Linked DNA regions of Callithrix jacchus: region 1 is linked to region 2. A link is a contact called in public Hi-C data. All regions are on one chromosome and are shown on one strand. The core of a region is the stretch at or near the end of the contact, and the rest is flanking DNA. Distances in the headings are between cores, read along the strand shown.

Region 1 (2,703 bases), core at 117-2,616, 130 kb after region 2:
GTTAGTTTAACGGGCTTACAACAGTGCCTGGTGTATACAGTAGGCATTCCATTAATGCTTGTGCCTGTGCTGGAATGCCCGATTTATACCTGTCTTACAGTAGGTACTCTGTTGCTAATGATTGTGCCCTGTGTGGTACACAGCAGTTGCTGCATTGATGCCTGGCTCATACCTCATATACAGTAGGAACTCCACTATTACTTGTGCCCTGGATGACCTACAGCAGGTGCTGCATTAATACTTGGTCCGTGTCTAGTACATAGCAGGCACTGCATTAATGCCGGGTTCATACCTGGCATACAGTAGGCACTGCATGAATGCTGGTGCCCTGGATCCCTCTGGGGTCAGTCCCCCCGCCTGTGCTGTTCACATTGGTACCTGGGACCCTCCCGGGTGGTCATGTGCTATATGCCAGGCACCTCATTCATATCTGGCTCATACATCGTATACAGTAGGCACTCCATGAATGCTGGTACCCTGTACGGTAAAAGCAGGTGCTGCATTTATGCCTGGGTTGTGTCTGTTGCTCCATTAATTTTTAGTCCATGCCCGGTATATAGAAGGCATCCCATTAATGCCTGATACACAGTAGTGCCCCACTAACAATTTTTTTTTTTTTTTTTGAGACAGAGTCTTGCTCTGTCTCCAGGCACCAGGCTGCAGTGCTGTGGCGCCATCTCGGCTCACTGCAGCCTCCGCCTCCCGGGCTCAAGCAGTTCTCCTGCCTCAGCCTCCCGAGTAGCTGGGACTACAGGTGAGCACCACCACGCCCAGCGAATTTCTGTATTTTTTTGGTAGAGACGGGGTTTCACCATGTTGGCCAGGCTGGTCTCGATCTCTTGACCTCGTGATCTGCCCACCTCGGCCTCCCAAAGTGCTGGGATTACAGGCGTGAGCCACCGCGCCCGGCCCCACTGACGCTTTTTAACGGATGAGAGAAGGTTCCTGTTAGGCAATGTGAGGGCGCTTCCCGGGGGCAGCGACGGCTGCCCAGGAACCTAGAGACCCAGAGAGCGCGGCAACCGCTTGCACCTCTCTCCTTCCCGGCCTGGACCGAGCGAGCCGAGCCGAGCGGGGCCGAACGGGACCGAACGGAGCCGAACAGAGCCGAGCCTGGCCGGCTGAGTCCGCCACATTCCCACAATCCCGGGCGGCCCCGCCCCGGCTCCCGGCTGCGCGTCCCCCCTTCCCACGTCGGCGCAACCAAACCCGCGGGCCCCCCGCCCTCGCCCCGCCCCGCCCCTTTCGCGCCCGCTGACGCCCCGCCCAGGCCGTTATTCCCGCCCCAGCGGTGGGCGCGCTTGGCCGCCGGCCCCTCCCATTGGCCGCAGCGCCTGCCCGTCACGGGCTGCGCTCCCAGCCTGCTAGGTTGTCCGGCGCTGTCGCTCGGTTGCGGCGACTGCGGTTGGCGGTGGCTGCGGCGGCGGCGCGGGCTAAGTGCGGCCGCGCGGGAGTCCGCGTCTGGCGCGGCCCGAGCGGGGACCCGGCAGCTCGCAGGCAGCGGCCGAGGCGAGGCGGGGCGGGCCGGCCCGGGGCGGAGGGCCGGGGGCCGAGGCCGAGGCCGCGGGGCCGAGGCGGACGGCGGCCGAGGCGGCTCCGGCCAGGGCCGGGCCGGGGGCCTGGGGGCCGGGGGGCGGCGGCGGGCAGGCGGCCGCGGCGGCCGGGGCCGGGACGATGACTCTGGAGTCCATGATGGCGTGTTGTCTGAGCGACGAGGTGAAGGAGTCCAAGCGGATCAACGCGGAGATCGAGAAGCAGCTGCGGCGGGACAAGCGCGACGCCCGGCGCGAGCTCAAGCTGCTGCTCCTCGGTGAGTGGGGCGTCGGGCCTGCCCTGCCCTGCCTGTGCCGTCCGGGACCCTCCGGGGTCAGCCCTGCCTGTGCCGTCCGGGACCCTCCGGGGTCAGCCCTGCCTGTGCCGTCCGGGACCCTCCGGGGTCAGCCCTGCCTGTGCCGTCCGGGACCCTCCGGGGTCAGCCCTGCCTGTGCCGTCCGGGACCCTCCGGGGTCAGCCCTGCCTGTGCCGTCCGGGACCCTCCGGGGTCAGCCCTGCCTGTGCCGTCCGGGACCCTCCGGGGTCAGCCCTGCCTGTGCCGTCCGGGACCCTCCGGGGTCAGCCCTGCCTGTGCCGTCCGGGACCCTCCCGGGGTCAGCCCTGCTTTTGCTGTCTAGGTCGGCAGCTGGGACCCTCCGGGGTCAGCCTCGGGGGCCCAGATTGTTTGTGGTCCGCTCCTTTGTGCCTTCACCGTTCCTGTTGGCAGCAGGGACCTTGGGGGGGGGGTCTGCCCTGTCTGTCATGTCGGGATCAGGTCCCCATCCCTCCCAGGTCAGCTCCCAGTTTGCCGTCCACGTTGGGCAGGACCCTTCAGGATTTGCCCTCTGCCCCTTTTCAAGAGACCAGTCCCCTTGCTGCACAGGAGCTCTCTGATCTTACCTCGCCGACTACCCACCCCTCGCTACCCCCGCCCCCCCAGCATCTCAGGGCCAGAGCTTTGGGATGTCACCCACTGGTCTCATCCACCTTCACCTCCCAGGGTCCCGCGTTGACCCTTCCCACCAGGCAGAGCCCTGATCCCTCCATGCAGGTCCCGTCCACCCCCTCGAAGACTCCTCCGCGCCCCTATCCCCCATTCCCTTAGGGGCTGTCCTCCTGCCTTCCTACTCCGGGAAATCCCATCCTCCTCTAGGCTGGAATCCGCCCTGT
Region 2 (2,700 bases), core at 196-2,695:
ATGATGAGCTTCTAACAATAATCCACACACAGCGCTGATTATTTGACAAGCGCCTGTAATGTTATGTACTTTCATTTTATACATGTAGGAACTGAGGCATTGAGGGGCTTGGCGACTAATATCACCAGCGAGCTGATTAAGGCTTGGGGCCAGGACTGGGACCCCAGGATGGAGCCCAGCTGAGCAGAAAACCTCTGTGCACAGCATGCAGTGATCAAGATAATAAAAAGCAACTGGGACTGAGAAAGGATCTGCCTACACATGCATCAGGTTGGGAAGACAGACCCAGATGGTATCAGCTGGAAAATTAACAGAAAACAGTATTTCTCAAAAATAAATAAATAAAAAGCAGGAGTTGCAATTCTCACACTTAATAGATTTCAAAGCTACAAGGATGCAAGGGTAAAAGGATTAATGCAACAATAAGAGATCTTAACACCCAGATACATAAGACACATAATGAGATTTAGATTCAACGAGACAACAAATTGATAATGATATCTAGGACTTGAACTCAGAGCCAGAACAAATAAACACAATAGAGGTCTCCATTTTAAACACATAAAATATGCATTAACCACTTTAAACACTCAAAATATTGATCGGCCATTATTGAAACCCACTTTAGGAATGAAGTAATATTCCTTTTTCCCTCTTTTTCTTTTTTTCCCCTTCTTCTCTTTTTCCCTCAAAAAAAAAATGATTTTTCTATGGTAAAAAAAAAAAAAAAAAAAGAAAGAAAACAGCATTTCTGCCAAGGACACCTCGTTCTGAACCATCGATGTCTTCTAGCTTGCTAAATACCCTGCCCATTACGATCATACACAGTGACTGACATTTTATCAGTAAGAACGAACTTCCCTCTTCTGCCCGGAGGGTCTGATTTCCTTGGACACAGAGAATCCGTCTCCATTTCCAACCCAGGTGCGGGCCTCTGATAAGGGGTTTCCGGACAAAAGAATCCACAGCTGTCTTATCTTGCGGTTCCCAAGGAAACCGGACCCGGCTGCACCTCGCAGCCCAGACCCGAGGGTCACCCCCTTTACGCGCTTGCTCTAAGCCAAATGGAAACCCCACCGTTCCCTCCAAATCCGATGGTGGGACGGGCACGGGCACCCAGGCCTAAGGGGTCAAAACGCCCCGCGTCCCCAACCAAGACCCCCGAAACCCAGCCGGGTTCCACTGGCCTCCAGAGCCTCCTCCGGGGGGCGTAGAGCCAGGAATCCCCCATCAAGGAACCCGCCCCTTGCCCTTTGAACTCTGCCCCCCGTCCTTTGGACCCAAACCTCCCCACGCCCCGGAACCGGAGTTCCCTCCCTTGGCCTCGGCCACAAAGAAGACTCGGGGCCAAATCTAGCACTGGACAGAGAAACCGCTCTCAGCGGAGGCCCTGAGGCCACTAAAGGCGACGGCCGCCGCGGGTCACAAACGGATGCTTCGGCTTCCGGCTCCGGGGCAGCCCGGAGCGGAAGAGTGAGCTAGTAGTAAGTTTGGGATTGGTGGAGTCTCAAAGGTGGGTGGGACGACCTTGCGTCCTCCAATCGCTAAGCAGGAAAAGCCGGTTTTTTTTCTCCCTCTGAGATGCGATTGGAGTTGTTGGCAGACCCGCCTCCTCGAGGGCGTGTCTCAGGTCAGAATCGCCCTGTGGGCGTGGCTTTGGCTGGATCCGCCCTGAGGCGTGGCTAATACCAGACAAGCCTCGGGACGAGGTTGGGGGGCGTGATCTTTCGCTCAATCCTCCCACGCCCGGGTACCCAGATAATAAACGCTAAAATAAGTGATAATTGCTCATTTCCTCCAGCCAACACATTCCTCGTGCTAATATGCTCCTGTGCGAAGATATTCCCATTGCTGGGATTTTTCTTCCGGAAATAAGGTCATTTTTATGCGGTTCTGGAGACATGTCTTTTCTTAATGAGTGCGTTGTGATGTTCCCTTCTGGCCACCAGATGGCCACGTAATTCACATTTTCAGATGTGCGAATACTTTGTGTGGCTTTATACGTGGGTGTCCAATCTTTTGGCTTCAGCAGGCCACACGGAAATAACTGTCTTTCATCACACGTAAAATACAGGAACACTAGCGATACCTGATAAGCTAAAACAAAACAAAAAAAAATTGCAAAAGTATCTCCTAATGTTTTTTTCTTTTTTTTTTTGAGACGGAGTTTGGCTCTTGTTACCCAGGCTGGAGTGCAATGGCGCGATCTCGGCTCACCGCAACCTCCGCCTCCTGGGTTCAGGCAATTCTCCTGCCTCAGCCTCCCGAGTAGCTGGGATTACAGGCACGCGCCACCGTGCCCAGCTAATTTTTTGTATTTTTAGTAGAGACGGGGTTTCACCATATTGACCAGGATGGTCTCGATCTCTTGACCTCGTGATCCACACGCCTCGGCCTCCCAAAGTGCTGGGATTACAGGCTTGAGCCACCGAGCCCAGCCCTCTCCTCATGTTTTAAGAAAGTTTAGCCGCTGGGCGCAGTGGCTCATGCTTGCAATCCAAGCACTTTGGGAGGCCGAGGCGGGCGGATCACGAGGTCAGGAGTTCGAGACCAGCCTGGCCAACATAGAGAAACCCTGCCTCTACTAAAAATACAAAAATTAGCCGGGTGTGGTGGTGAGCGCCTGTAATCTCAGCAACTCGGGAGACTGAGGCAGGAGAATCGCTTGAACTCCGGGAGATGGAGGTTGCAGTGAGTCGT

What was found. Hi-C and Micro-C count contacts between places; a contact is called where the count stands out from the background.
Region 1: a Hi-C map of skeletal muscle shows a contact between it and region 2, with 3 times the contacts expected there. The contact joins the promoter of GNA11 here to the promoter of ZNF77 in region 2. A contact is called at or near these places in 2 of 3 Hi-C or Micro-C datasets (both in skeletal muscle).

What each region holds. Positions count from the first base shown.
Region 1 is chr22:2,864,097-2,866,799 of calJac240_pri, forward strand. GNA11 (G protein subunit alpha 11) reads left to right here and starts at 1,367. Exons shown (of 7, transcript XM_002761572.7): 1 at 1,367-1,810. The coding sequence starts at 1,675.
Region 2 is chr22:2,735,591-2,738,290 of calJac240_pri, forward strand. It overlaps ZNF77 (zinc finger protein 77), which reads right to left and starts at 1,446. Exons shown (of 5, transcript XM_035287231.3): 1 at 837-1,446.